Regions from separate parts of the Sus scrofa genome. Here region 2 is linked to region 1. The links are chromatin contacts, called in public promoter capture Hi-C maps. All regions are on one chromosome and are shown on one strand. The core of a region is the stretch at or near the end of the contact, and the rest is flanking DNA. Distances in the headings are between cores, read along the strand shown. Region 1 holds the start of ACADM (acyl-CoA dehydrogenase, C-4 to C-12 straight chain). Region 2 holds the start of FPGT (fucose-1-phosphate guanylyltransferase).

Region 1 (7,814 bases), core at 3,832-6,331:
GACAGACATTAGTGTTTTTCTAGCTATGAAGAGATGCAAGAATCAAGCTCACAAAATCTTCTCCTAAAAACACCTAACTAGGAGTTCCCATTGTGGTGCAGTGGTTAACAAATCCAACTAGGAACCATGAGGTTGTGGGTTCGATCCCTGCCTTGCTCAGTGGGTTAATGATCCGGTGTTGCCGTGAGCTGTGGTGTAGGTCGCAGACTCGGCTCGGATCCTGCGTTGCTGTGGCTCTGGCGTAGGCTGGCAGCTACAGCTCCGATTAGACCCCTAGCCTGGGAAACTCCATATGCTGCGGGAGCGGCCCAAGAAATAGCAAAAAGACAAAAAAACAAACAAACAAAAAAACATCTATCTGAAGACCTGTTCTTCCAGTTTTCCCATAGTGCAGAGTGCCTTACTCCTGATCACTGCAGGTTGACAGCTGCAGTGGCTCATGTATTACTCCATGTAGAGACTACTGGCAAGTACCAAACTTCAGTTCACAGTGCCTTGCTGGGCCCTGCGATAAACACTGTACTTTACTTCACCACAACTTGGTGTCAGTAAATTGTCTTTGCTGTATGGCAGGCATGTGGACTCAAGTTTGGTTTGGTAAAAAAGTCTTGATTTTTGCCAAAATTCAGCCTTTGTCTGCTGGTGCCAAGTTGAAATGCGGAGACAGAGTTTTGGGTAACGGAGAAAAAGATAAAGAGTTCCCATCATGGTGCAGTGGTTAACGAATCCAACTAGGAATCATGAGGTTGTGGATTTGACCCCTGGCCTTGCTCAGTGGGTTAAGGATCCGGCGATGCCATGAGCTGTGGCGTAGGTCACAGATGCAGCTTGGATCCTGAGTGGCTGTGGCTGTGGCATGGCTTATTAGACCCCTAGCCTGGGAACCTCCATATGCTGTGGGAGCGGCCCTAGAAAAGGCAAAAAAAAGAAAGATAGCTTTACTGCTTTGCCAGGCAAAGGGGTCCACAGCAGGCTAATGCCTTAAAGACTGCGCCCCCTTAAAGAGTTACGAGATGGTTTTATAATTTGGGGAGCAGAATAAGGATCAGGACTGTAGATAAGGATCAGGGTAGAGGCAAGCTTGCATTGTTTCTCAAAGCTGTGGCCCCAGAACTGCTTCTGGTGGTCCCCCTTCATCCAAGAATGACGAATGAAGAATGTTTCAAGTAGTTCTTTGATTTATTTGGGGGTTTTAGTTCTACTGAAAGGCTCAGAGATATTGTTATCTATATTCCTTGAGGAAGAATTGGGACCCTGCCCCAAGTCTGCAGTATTGCCTCTTGACTGCTCCTCCCTGGTCTCAGCCTCTCATTCCTTCCCCAATTAGCAACTACCCTTTGGAATTCAGGGAACGTCATGGAGTCTGAGGCTTATTCCCTAAAAACAAGAAATGGAGGACATAGAAGGTTTGTATGCCTAGGAGCCCCATAGCGCACTAGATTGGTTACACAATCATTTATGAGTAGAGAAGATCAGTGTGGGCTACAGCGATAATATTTTCTGAAAGAGATTACAGAGGAGCAGAATTTGCCACCATAAACTATGTCTCTTTGGCATATGAATTGTTTTAAGTTGGCTATTTTCTGAGAAACAGCAGATGAGGAAAGGACCTGAAAACCAAGTAGGAACTGCCCTTTTGTGAGAAACATTTAACTCTCTATTTGTAAGGTTGTCTGCCTCTCAGTACCTGGAAGAGGAGGATGAGCAAATCTCTAGAAACTTTTCTCAATGGAAAAGGCAAGGATTTTTCCTCTGCATCACAATCTTCCTGGTTTACCATGCTTTTCCTGGTAACTGACTCTCCCCGAACTCAACATCCTCTTTTGTCTCGAGCTGGGGATGGTATTCAAGGTGAAGCCATTTTGGAGAGTGCCTCATGGGTTTCTCCCATGGGTACATGTTTGGTTTTATTTCATTTTCTCCTGTTAAATCTGTCTCATGCCAATGTAATTGTTAGACCAACCAGAAGTATCTAGAAGGAAAGAGAAAATTTTCTCCCTTCAGTGGTCTAAGACAGCTTAGATCACTGAATTGCCAATTCTTATGCACGATCCCTGGATGAGCAAGTCTTTAATCAATAAGTGGGTTTCCCTATGGGACCACTGCACAGTATGAGGATTCTGCCTCCACCACTCCTGTACATTTCTCAGTTGCCTGAGAAATTTAAAACCTTCCTAGAGGAGTTTTGTCTCTTTTCTTCAGGGCAAAAACTCTCATCTAATACCTTCACTTTCATCCCGACAAATTCTATTAAGGCAGCTGCCCTGAGGAAAAGCATCACATCAGCCTCTTAACTAATGACTCAGCCAAAACACTCAGTCTCCTTCAGCTCAGCAAAACCTGGTATCTTTCCACCACACCACCCCTCAATACTGTTAGACTGGTTGGGTATTTTGCTGGTATCTTTCAACCAGCCCTCACTCCAAGTACCTTTCAAGTGCGGGGGCCAGGTACCTGTTACACACTGCCAAATAAAACTCAGGATCATCAACCAAGATGAGGATTTAAGAACCAGTAGAGGGAGTTCCAGTTGTGCTGCAGCAGAAACAAATTGGACTAGAATCCATGAACCCACTTCCATTCCTGGCCTCGCTCAGTGGGTCTGGGATCTGGCATTGCCATGGGCTGTGGTATAAGGTGCAGGCACAGCTCATGTCCCACATTCCTGTGGCTGTGGTGCAGGCTGGCAGTTGTAGCTATAATTCCACCCCTAGCATGGGAACCTCCATATGCCTCAGGTACAGCCTCAAAAATACAAAAAAAAAAAAAAAAAAAAAAAAATTATATGTAGAGATAATAAATGAGTAATTATTTGTCATGGAAATTAGGTTAGAAAGTTTTGAGGAAAAAACTAAAAATTAAAAAGGTATTTTACAAAAAGGAAAAGATCTTCAATTAAGTCACCAAACAATAGGTTCCAGAAGAGTTTTCAAATAATATCAGGTATCATAGATTCAAATTTTGAAAATTGCAAACACTTTTCCTTTAGATTAGATATGCAATGAGTGACACTGTAACAACTGGACACCCACATTCATTTTTTTTTTTTTTTTTGTCTTTTTGCTATTTCTTGGGCCGCTCCCATGGCACATGGAGGTTCCCAGGCTAGGGGTCCAATCGGAGCTGTAGCCACCGGCCTACACCGGAGCCACAGCAATGCAAGATCCGAGCCGCGTCTGCAACCTATACCACAGCTGACGGCAACGCCGGATCGTTAACCCACTGAGCAAGGGCAGGGATCGAACCCGCAACCTCATGGTTCCTACTCGGATTCGTCAACCACTGCACCACGACGGGAACTCCTATTATTGTCACATTAAATGTAGGTGATTCTCTTTACAAGCTGAAGTTGCCAGATAGACAGCTGTCAAAGTGGATGGTTTCTTTTCACAGATTTTGAAAAACATAAACAAGTTCAGTTTAGTGATGGGCATATGTGTGACTTTGTAGTTTCTGTTCATTTTTTCTGTGCTTAAAACGTTCAGAATAAGAAACTGGAAAAAAAGAAGACATGCATAGCCAAATCCAATCCATTTCAAACAGTCCATTTTATGCTTTACCTACCTCTTTGAGGGCTTTTCTTGTAGAGTCCAGGACAAACTGACTTATCCCTTTTCCAAGTTTTTCTGGTACGTTTTTTTTTTTTTTTTCAAGGATTGCACCTAGGCAGCATAAGGAAGGTCCCAGGCTAGGGGTCAAATCAGCACTACAACTGCCAGGCTATGCCACAGTCACGTGGGATCCGAGCTTGGTCTTTGACCCACACTACAACTCACAGCACAGCAGGATCTCCCACCCACGGAGCGAGGCCTGGGATTGAATATACATCCTCATGGATACCAGTCAGATTCATTTCCGCTGTGCCACAAAGGGAGCTCCTCTCCGGTACTTTTAATTTAGCATTTAACAGTCTGCCTTGTCCCGGTCCAAATAAATACATCATATATTTCCGGAAGACAAAGTGTAAGGTTCTGGTAGAGGGGTACAATAACAGCATATAGAAAGTGAACACCTGTCTTAGATTTATTTTGAGACAGTCTTTACTAGTCAAGAGTTGTTAGTAACAAGATTTAGGGGGGAGGGATGAGAGCCTAAATTAGGATGGAAGCAATAAAAATAAAAAGTTCTGGGAATTCTGGAAAACGTTAATACTCTTCATTTACACTTGGCTTCCATTAGTTTTCACAAACAGACATCCAAGCCTGGACACCTTTACAAATCCCCTGGCTTTGTAACATCACCTTTACAAATCCCCTGGCTTTGTAACATCACAGTTATCTCTAACTGGGAGAGCGACTTTAAATAGAATTCTTCAAGCATTTATTTCCAACTCGCTAAGCTAGGAGCTTTTAGATAAGGCTTCATCTTACACCCTTGTTTCCAAAACCTTTCTCCACACCCACACACGTAAACAGTAATAGACAGCCCTAGGGCTATTTGTAAAATCAAATTTACTTAAGTGATTCAGATTCCCACTGTTTAAATTTTAAGCACAGAACAGTCTTCGCCTTGAGTCCAGCAATGTGAACTTTTGGCTCCTTAAAGCAGAAGCGATCTGGGTGGGTCAGAGAGTAAAAAAAAGTCAAGTTCGAAAGCCCGGGGGCTGTCTTTGCGCCAGGATCCTGGTCACTGCCCTTTGACCCAGATTCTTCGCCAGCCTACCGGCCCCCTCTTAATCCTCGCCTCCGCCGCTTCCTCCCCCTCGCGGTTCCATCTCCGCACCGCTGGCAGCCTCCGCTTCTCCCCAAGAGGGCGGGTAGTCTGAACTCAAAGGCCTAGTGGGAAGCGGGGCCTCTTCAGGAACCACCTCTGCGGAAGAGTCAGGCCCCAGAAGCGCGCCAGACCCCTTCCCAAGATGGCGCGCACGGCGTAGGCGAGGCCAAGAGTGAGCGTTCAGCTAAATCCCGCACACTCAGCGGGTTCCGTCTTCCACGTCCCTTTCAAAGACTCTCTTCGCAGGCCCCGCCCCCTCCCGCCCCAGAGCTCGGTGCGGGTGGGCGGGGCCCGGTGAGTCATGCGACCAAATTTAAGCGGTCTTGACCCAGAGGGTGGTTTAGAGATTGAGTCACCGGACCGGTTGGCGGCATGGCAGCGATGTTTAGGCGAAGCTGCAGGGTGAGAGGAAGGGCAGGGCTCGGCGGGGTGGGGAATGGAGGTTGCGATGTTTGGTGAGGGGGACCTGGACCGAAAATAGGTGCGGTCGGGGTGGGGGGAGATTCTGCTTCCGGGGCGCCTTGGCTCTCCTTACCCAATCCCGGGCAGCGGCTGGGATTACAGGCCCTCGCCTGGCTTTCGCGCCCACCCTTCCTCTCATTGTGGGACTGAATACTTCTGGGGTTTTCGCTCTTAACTCTATCCCCTCGGCACCTGCTCTCTATGTAGGCGGCGTCCACTTTTCAGAATATCCTTTTTCTTTCTCTGGGCTGAGATCCTTCCAAAGATTTCCCATCCTACACCGAAGTACATCTATCTCCGAATTGGGCGGGGAATTACAGAATTACACCCAGTTTTTGCCGAACTAGAGTAGTATCTCGGAGAAAATTCTCTACCGGCTATCTCCAGCCTAGGACGGAAGTCATAAATTTCATTCTGCAATTGATGTATACTGGAAAGTGCACAACTCAGATGAACTTGAATCTTGGGTGTCTGCCAAGTCACGGGGAAAAGGAAAATGGAGCAGCTGCCCTTCAGGATATTTAATATGGTTAATAACACTTGGTTTTGTAAGAAGGAGAGGAACGCTTCCACATTGTGTGCCTTTACAAAAAGGGGGGATGGAGTTCCCTGGTAGCCTAGTGAGTTAAGGATTCAGTGTTGTCACTACTGAGGGGAAGGTTGATGCCTGGCCCTCTTTGTGCAGCAGGAGCAGCCAAAAAACAATTTTTTTTAAAAGAAAATCCTACAGCAGAATTTTTCTTAAAGCTTTTTGTATATCCTAGTGTTGTCTCCTGTTTTTTTTTGGGGGGGGGGGGGTTGGCTTCATTTACCCGGAGGCATATGGAAGTTCCTAGGCTGGGGTTGAATTAGAGCTGCAACACTGGATCCCAGCTGTGTCTTCACTACAGCTCACAGAATCGTCAGATCAATAACCCACTGAGCAAAGGCCAGGGTTTGAGCTCTTGTCCTTTGCTCATGGATACTGGTGGGGTTCATTACCACTGAGCTACAATGGGAACTCCCTCACAGACTTTAAATTGTTTGAGTTACTAGGTATATTTTGCTGTCTTAAATATTATTGATATAGTCACATAAGACTGCCACTTAAACTTCATTTTAATTAAGAAAGTTATGTCCTCGACCAAAATAGTAGCAGTTTTAGAGTTTAGAATAATTCTAATGCCTGTTGTCCAGTATTTGTCATTGCTGTATACGTTAATGGGCTCTGACAGCAGAAATTGGGGGAATTTTTTTTTTTTTTTTTTTTTTTAGGGCCACACCCAAGGCATATGAGAGTTCCTAGGCTAGGAGAAGTTGGAACTGTAGCTGCAGGCCTATGCCACAGCCACAGCAGCTAGGGATCTGAGCCATATCTGCACCCTACACCAGGTAGGATCCTTTAACCCACTGAATGAGGCCAGAGATCATACCTTAGTCCTCATGGATTCTAGTCAGCTTTGTTACCACAGAGCCACAATGAGAACTCCAGGCAGAAATTGGGGGATTTAAAAAATGATTTTAGGAGTCCCTGTCGTGGCTCAGCAGAAACAAATCCACGAGGTTTTGGTTTTATCCCTGGCCTTGCTCAGTGGGTTAACGATCCGGCGTTGCCATGAGCTGTGGTGTAGGTCGCAGTCTTGGCTTGGATCTGGCATTGCTGTGGCTGTGGTGTAGGCCGGCAGGTGTATCTCCAATCAGACCCCTAGCCTGGGAACCTCCATATGCTTCGGGTGCAGCCCTAAAAAGCCAAAAAAAAAAAAAAAAAAAAAAAAACCCTGATCATCTCATTAATTACCCAATATTGGCCCCATTTTCCAGGTTTGAAAAGAAGTTAATTGCAGGTCTCTGGGAATTGCCCTTGGCTTTAGCAACCTTTGTACTCAGTGTAACATGTTTTCCTAAAAAAACCATATAGAAATTTTTTGTAAATTATTTTAAATACAGTAATAATCCCTTATTTAAAGTCTTTCAGCTCACCATTTTACCTGTATTGGTGAATTTAGAATTTTCATGCAGTGCTATCTAAACATACATTTAGAAGAGTCAAGTTTTTGGTCTTTTTCCTGGGATTTTTTTTTTTCTTTATAGAATCTAATAACCAATTAGGATACTAAATTGAAGGATTGATACAGCAAAGTGGTTGATAGCATGAGCTCTTAATATAAATGTCAGAGCAATAATCCTGATTCCTTTCACCCACTGAGTGAGGCCAAGGATCAAACCCTCATGGTTCCTAGATTTGTTTCCACTGTGCCGCAACAGGAACTCCTATGTTGTCCCTTTATTTTATTTATTTATTTATTTTGTCTTTTTGTCTTTTCTAGGGCCGCTCCCGTGGCACATGGAGATTTCAAAGGCTAGGGGTCTAATCAGAGCTGTAGCCACCAGCCTACAACAGAGCCACAGCAACAAGGAATTAGAGCCGCCTCTGCAACCCACACCACAGCTCTCGGCAACGCCGGATTGTTAACCCACTGAGCAAGGGCAGGGAACAAACCCGTAACCTCATGGTTCCTAGTTGGATTTGTTAACCACTGCACCACAACGGGAACTCCTATTATTGTCACATTAAATGTAGGTGATTCTCTTTACAAGCTGAAGTTGCCAGATAGACAGCTGTCAAAGTGGATGGTTTCTTTTCACAGATTTTGAAAAAC
Region 2 (7,814 bases), core at 2,122-4,621, 1.4 Mb before region 1:
AGAGAACAGGCTGGCTGAGCAAATAAATTCAAAGAAAGGAAATGGTTAAAAAAAAAAAAAGCTATTTTTTTGCTTTATATTCCATGTTGGGAAGAGTAAGAGGAGGAAGAGAGTGGAGTTCCCATTGTGGCTCAGCGGTAATGAACTAGACTAGTATCCATGAGGACATGGGTTCAATCCCTGGCTTTGCTCAGTGGGTTAAGAATCTGGTGTTGCTGTGAGCTGTGGGGTAGGTCACAGATGCAACTCGGATATAGCGTTCCTGTGGCTGCAGTGTAGGCTGGCAGCTAAAGCTCTGATTCAACCCCTAGCCTGGGAACTTCCATATGCCATGTGTGCAGCCCTAAAAAGACAGAAAAAGAAAGGAAGGAAGGAAGGAAGGGAGGGAGGGGAGGGGAGGGAAATGGAGAAAAGGAGGAGTGGTTAATTAGAAAGCTGATTCGCAAGTACTGGAAAAGATGAGAGCCCAAGCCTGAACTGGCTAAATCACACACCTGAGCTCCATGGTGCATAACCCAGGACCCTCTCTATTTGGTTTCAGCCTCTTTTTATGATGCTGAAAAAATTAATGTGTTTCTCTGCAACTTTTACACAACTGTCATAGCTATGCCTATAGTAAGAAAAATAACCTAACTAGACATAATTGTAAATAAGCACAAGGCATCTTATTTGGATGATGGAAATACTCTATACTTGAATTGTGGTCATGGATGCACAATTCAGTACATTTACTAAAAATCATTAAACTGTTCACTTATAACAGGTTAGATTAATGGTATGTAAAATATATGGCACTTCTTCAGACAATCTCCACTCTTCTCCAATAGGAAAAAAAAAAAAAAAAAAGCCCAGGAATATCTTTCTTTCGACTTATTATAATTTGGTTTGCCTGATATTCCTTTTAAAATGTGACTCTAAGATCAAACACATCAATTCCATTGTGTTTCATGTAAACAAAACAACGCATTTACTGCTAAACTTCATTTACTACTAAGCTGTATTGACATACTTTCTTCTAGTCTTTGTAGCTTATGCCTGTTTAAACAACCATATCCCACAGTCTGATTATGTAACATGTAAACTTAAAGTCCTTAGACATTTTTTCTTGCTACAATCAACTGCCAAGGAAATTTACTTCCACTCAAAAATTATACACTATTTTTAAATTTTTAATTTAAAAATTAATATTAGTGAAAATCTGATGAAAACAGAAAAGACACAATGGCAAAAAAAAAAAAATAGCTGATATAGTATATTTACACCCAGCACATTTTATGTAATATAATATAAAAAAAAAATAACATCCATTTTTACAGTAAACCTTCCCAGGTCCAAGAAATGCTCCAGCATACTTTTAACAATCTGATAGAGTCTATTACATCACCCTATTTTAGTCCATCACAGTTCTTAGCACTACCTGAAGTTTTTCTTATTTGTTACCTTTTTCAATACTTACTTTAGCTCATTAGTACGTACAACCCCATAAGATTATAGGCTCTACTGACCATTCTTTCCTAAAGATCTCATCTAGTTTCATAGTTTAAAAATTAATTCCATATGCTGACAATTCCTAAAACTAGATCTCCAGCCCAGACCTGTCTCACAAACTCCAGGCTCCCCTATAATGCAAACAAACACATATACAAACAAACGCCCATTACATATGCCCTGCATACATGTACATCTGTTTATTCAACACATCTCAAACCAAATTTCTGGACTCTCCCTACTAACTCAATAACTGTCCCTCTCTCCGTATCTCAATTAATGGCCTCTCTATACTTCAGAAAGTTATCCTTAACTCCTCTCTTTCCTTCACATTCCACAGCCACTCCATTAGCAAATGGTATTAATTATGCCTTCAGACATATATCCAGACTCTAACCAACTTCTCACCCTCACTGTTAGCATCCTGGCCAAGGCTTCACCACTCTCACCTATTTGGCAGCTGCTATAGCCTCCAATCCATTCTCCCTATTTCCATCCTTGCTCTGCCCTCCACTACAGTCTATTTGTACATTTCTGTGAGCTCCTTTCAAACACAAGGGAAGATACCTAAAAACCCTGCAATGGCTTTGTTTCAATTAGGAGAAAAAAAAAATCCTTTCTTTAGGCTGTTGTCATCTCCCCCACCTTTTCTCTTAATACTTTCCCTTTTTTTCACTCCTCTTCTATATTTTCCAAGTGTTCTTAATAATGTTTGGTTTTTTAAAGTTTTATTAACAAAAAAGAAGCTTTTAAACAATAAAACTATGAGAGTAATCTCTCTTTTACCTCAAATGCTTTCTAAGTACAGAATTAAATACCAAAGTCTTTAGAAGAAAAAACTAAGTTAAGTTCATGGTAAGAACTTGTTAAGGACTTGAATGCCTATGTTCCTAATGAAAACTTTAATGAAGACAAGTTTTTCAAATAAGCTAAATTGTATTGTGTGGGAGAATGATTTCTGAGTTTGGAATACCTTGTTTAAATTTTCCCTCTACTACTTACTAATTGTGAAACCTTGACTATGTCACTATCCTCTGATTCATAGCTCTCTTATGTGCAAAGATGACTAGAATAACCTGTGAAAATCATCATAAACTTGATGCTTTACAAGAGAAGAAATGTACCTATTTATAGCTACCAAAAACATCCAATAGGGCTGACTATTCCTCCAAATGCTATGGAAAGTTCTAGATTAACCTCTGTATACAAAAGGATGCCAGAGAAACAACCAAAATCTCACAAAGTATAAGGGCCTGACTGCAAAATTTTACACAACTTCTCAAAGCCTATTAAGTGATCTTAAAACTGAGAGAGGTAGAGAGGCTTACTCTTTAGTAACAGCAAGGGAAGAGAAGCCACAAAGCTATGGTTCCTGAAATACAGATTTTAAAAGTTCTGACTGTGTAACTGGAACTGGGGTTGCTGCAGATGACTTCATAAGACGACCCAGGAGGCAGAAATTAACTGTCAAGAGGTCCTTGGGAACTGCTCCTGGTTAAAACAAACCAAGCGTTTCAAAGGACGAATCTCTTTTGAGAGAACGCTAGCAGCTGGGGTGTAATTTCGACCTCTCCTTAAGTGGATCAGTTCTCGCAATTTCGTCGCCCGGCCGGAACCACTCACCGGGTCTTCAGGGCTGCAAGGCCTTAAAAGTTGGGAACAAGCGGCCCAGACCCCACAAGTTCGGACAAATCGCTAGGTGGCCATCTATCCGTTCCAGACACCGTTGCTAGGGTAACAAGGCAAACCTTCGGGCTCGCCGGGTCTTGTTTTTTCCCCAGGTAGGCCAGAGAGCTTCGGGGGCGTGGTTACGTGAGAGACGCACGTAGGGGGCGGGACAGAGGCGAAACCGGACCAAAGACGCGGTTACGTTCCAGGACGCATGCGTGCGGTGTTGGGCTGCGGGATACCTGGAAGTCTTCAGCAGTTTTGCGGGGAGTGAGCTATGGCAGCCGCAAGTGCCCCTTTAGGCGTATCTTTGCAAGAAGCCACCCAGCGAAGGTTGCGGAGATTTTCAGAGCTGAGAGGTACCAAAGAAGGAACCCCAGCTCTCCTCGGCAAAGAACAGGGAGGGTGCTTTTCGTGCTGGGATATTTGCTGGACTAGCACTTCCTTTTGCGGGCCTAGGGCGCTGGTGCCGGCTTAGCTAAGCCTCCTACTGAGATTTTTATTCTTCTATCACTGTACTTCTACCACTGTGATACCTAATGTTACTTTCTTCATGTTTATGCTAATCGTATATACATATATGTGTGTATATGTATATATGTATATGTGTGTATATGTATATATGCGTATTTAAAAGGGAGGAGGGAGAAGAAAAACAATATTCTAACTAGTGAAGTTATAAATCCAAGTTACTCACTTGTTTAGTTCATTAAAAACAAAAAGCTATTTTAAATAAACCTAAAAGACAGGAAACATTGTGTTTTAACCCTTACAAATCTGATTGTAACTATCTTCCACCCCCTACCTACTTAACCAGTTTGCTCCATAATGTGAACACTTACAAAGTGAAAAATGAAACAATATGGAGAAATTAAGAATTAAAAATTAAAAGGGGTAAATTTGTTGCAAAAAAAATTAAGACTGTACCACTTGTTTCTTGTACAACTTTCTAATTGGTTATATTTTTCTTGACGTTACTACCTTAAAAATAGAGGAAATAATACTTGATGATGGTAAAAGGTTTAGGAACATCAGATTAACAAGTTCTTATTTGTTAACTAATAAAAAACTTTATTCATCTCGTTTATCAAGAAGAGCTTGCAACTGTCAACCGAAAGTTCATTCTGTCTTTTAATGTGTTCATTAGGGAGTTAGGAACTTTTCTGTTATCCAGAATTTGGTGTCATTCTCTAGTAGCCTTTGTAAACTTGCATGACTCATCTTAAGGTAATAAAAAATAAAATACCCACATTTATAAACAGCAGCATTGTAGAAATGGATCCTTGGGTTTAATCTTTCTCAGCCAACAAACATTAAGTGGTCCTTGTTGTGAAAAATGATTTTCAAAGCTTGAGATTCATTTATTCCTTTGTTTCCTCTTTTTATTTAAGAATTGAGTTCATCTTTGACAAGTTAAACTACTTCTCTTAGACAAGAAACATTACAACTTTCAGAAAATCTAAAAAAATGGCACTAAGACCGTAAAAGGAGCAAGTAATCTAAAGGAGAAAAAAACAAAACAAAAACCCTAGAGTTTGTGAATAATTCTTAGCAGAACTATGAATCTTATTAGGTGGCCACTCATTATTCCCTAATTTCAAAAGCAGAAGATACATTTACAGAGAGATTGTTACCTCTTTTCTCCCTCTTTCCAAATAGGTAAACCTGCAACAGCTAGAGAATTCTGATAATATTTACCATTTCCTTGCTTCTTCCACATAGGCAAACCTGTGGCAGCTGGAGAATTCTGGGATATTGTTGCAATAACAGCAGCTGATGAAAAACAGGAGCTTGCATATAAGCAACAGCTGTCAGAAAAGCTGAAAAAAAAGGAGTTACCCCTTGGAGTTCAATATCTTGTTTTTGTTGATCCCGCTGGAGCCAAAATTGGTATGCATTTATGGTCAGATTTATGTCATAAGTTGTGGGCAGAATAATCATTGAAGAAGAACTTTCCTTTGGCTTACAGTTTATAAACTTTGTATCTTTCTGTCCATAGTCTTTACAGACTTTAAAAATTTTAATGCACTATTTTTTGAAAAAGATAAAAGCATGGCAACTCTTTACACATTATGGACTAAACATGAATAACTTCCAAAATGCTGTGTTAATTGAGAGAGAACTTTATTAGTCACAATAAAATTTGCTCAGATGGTGAATATTCCTTTGGACCTTATTAGTAGGGCTCCTAAGGTCCTTCCAACTCCACAGTTGCTTTGTTCAGAAATTTAGATGAAGAGAGCAAATCAGGAAAAATATATATTTGGCCTCTTGGGACCACAATGTAGAATGCAAAAGAGCACAGTCTAAATGGAATAAATATTATAGATGTTTACTTTTAAAAAACCAGTGTGTCAACTTTGTAAAAGGCAAACGTCAAAAGACCTTCCGTTGAAAATAAGTACATGCTATATTTCTGGAGACTATTTTCTGTGTGATACTTAAAGGTGAAGTCCCTTAACACCAGAGGTAGAATGTCTGTATCTGATACTGGCATTGTCCTAATTAACAAATGTTTTAATCCTCACAACTGTGTGATCAGTAGTTTCATGAATCCCATTATTTGGATGAGAACTTTTTTTTTTTTTGCTTTTTAGAGCTGCACTCATGGCATATGGAGGTTCCCAGGCTAGGGGTCCAATCAGAGCTGCAGCTGCCAGCCTACACCACAGCTACAGCAATGTGGGATCTGAGCCACATCTTTGACCTACACCACAGCTCACAGCAACATCAGATCCTTAGTCCGCTGAGCTAGGCCAGGGATCAAACCCACAACCTCATGGTTCCTAGTCAGATTTGTTTCCACTGTGCCACGATGGGAACTCCTGGATGAGACTTTGAGGCACAAAATGTTAAATAACTTGCCCAAGGTAACTAATACATGAAAGTTACTTTTTTTTTTTTTTTTTTTGGAAAAGAGGTTCTAAGACACTTTTCAGATAGTAAATCTAATGCATATAATTGATCAGTTGAGAGAATTATTTTAATGGGTTTTACAATTTGTTGCTCCAAGTGAATGTGTAAACTTAGTCTTCTAGTGTTGCAGATTATCTAATATATCATTTCTTTCTACTCCTAGTTTAAAGAGACTTTTAACTCAAATTTTATTACTAAATCTGATCTTTGGTTTCCATCACTAATTATTTATTTAGTTGATAGGAAATGTGTATTTACTTGGATTCTTTTGCCTGTCTCTTTGCTCTCTGTCTAGTTAATTGTAGCCTCAAAATTGTAACACCTAAACTTACTGAAATAAGAAAGTTTTCGTAGGTTTTGGTGACATACATTGTGCTTTTTAACTTTATTTTTAAGGAAATGGAGGATCAACACTTTGTGCCCTTCGATGTTTGGAAAAGCTGTATGGAGATCAGTGGAATTCTTTTACCATCCTATTAATTCACTCTGGTAATGTTATACTTTACTAATTTACGTTTTCTTTTAGTTTTTTACTTTTGATATCTTAGCACTTTTTTCTCCTTTACAAATACTTCTCCCTCTTTCTTTTTTCTTTTGTCTTTCAAGTAACTCTACTTTGAAAAAAATATTTTATGCTTTTATTGCTATTTTTAGATTGTCAGCACATAATAGTTTTCACAAAATTTAACCTTCAATTGTGGATCACATATATCATCAGCTTTTCACAGATATCATGAAACTATTTTCTTAAGATAGAACCCATCAAAATATGAACATTTCTTGATAATGCTTTACAAAGGAATCTTGCTGTAGGGCAGAGGCTGTGATGAGCAAACTTTAGCCAAAGCCTTCTGTTACGTATTTTTATCTAGTTATTGGTGGCCAAAGTTCATAATCCTTATAAGAGTTTAAAAACAAAAAGAAAAGGTGGTGATAAATCATGGAGTTGACAAAAGTTTAAAAGAAGCACAATCACACACAAAAGAGGGCAGAAAAGTAGCAAAGAAATAATCTCTGGGAGTTCCTGCCATGTCTCAGTGGTATCAAACCCGACTAGTATCCATGAGGATATGGGTTCCATCCCTGTTCTCAATGGGTTAAAGGGTCTGGCCTTGCCACGAACTGTGGTGTAAGTTGAAGATGCAGTTCAGATTGCTGTGGTTGTGGCCAGCAGCTGTAGCTCTGATGTAACCCCTAGCCAGGGAACTTCCATATGCCACAGGTGCAGCCCCATGAAGCAGAAAAAAAAATAAAAAAATAACAAAATAATCTCAGAGTAAAAAAAATGTTTAAATCAGATAAATTCGATTGTAGGAAATTTTGGTTACATGAGAAAAACCTCTGTGCACTGGGGGCTGGTGAAACTTCGTCATGGTATAGGGACATGGTATACACTGGGTATAGGGACAATATTTTAGAACCATTCGTCCACATGGTTTCCAAGGTACTTTTCATTTCTTAGAATTCATAGATGGAACAATGATTCTTTGTAAAATTGATATCAGGTAAAACATCCAAGTTCTGATATTAAGAATAACTAAAAAAGTAAAAAAGATTCAAATTTACAGTGTTATTCCAGAATAAGTATTATTATTACCAATTTACTAAAAATTAAGATAGACACCAGAAAATATATACAATTGATCCTTGAATAACACAGGGGTAAGGAGTGCTGACCTGATCATCACAGTTGGTCTTCTGTATAGGCAGTTCAACCTTCAGAGAACCCAGCACTATGTCAG

Evidence for each region. Promoter capture Hi-C pulls out the DNA fragments that hold promoters and counts their contacts.
Region 2: a contact with region 1 is called in a promoter capture Hi-C map of liver, with 5 times the contacts expected there. The contact joins the promoter of FPGT here to the promoter of ACADM in region 1. A contact is called at or near these places in 1 of 5 promoter capture datasets (liver) and 1 of 2 datasets of contacts at active chromatin or transcription factors (alveolar macrophages).

What each region holds. Positions count from the first base shown.
Region 1 is chr6:137,572,811-137,580,624 of Sscrofa11.1, reverse strand. It overlaps ACADM (acyl-CoA dehydrogenase, C-4 to C-12 straight chain), which reads left to right and starts at 5,081. Exons shown (of 12, transcript NM_214039.1): 1 at 5,081-5,115. The coding sequence starts at 5,086.
Region 2 is chr6:138,945,897-138,953,710 of Sscrofa11.1, reverse strand. It overlaps FPGT (fucose-1-phosphate guanylyltransferase), which reads left to right and starts at 3,371. Exons shown (of 4, transcript NM_001204852.1): 1 at 3,371-3,515; 2 at 4,879-5,046; 3 at 6,469-6,561. The coding sequence starts at 3,434. LRRIQ3 (leucine-rich repeat and IQ domain-containing protein 3) reads right to left here and starts at 3,426. Exons shown (of 6, transcript XM_021096482.1): 1 at 3,112-3,426.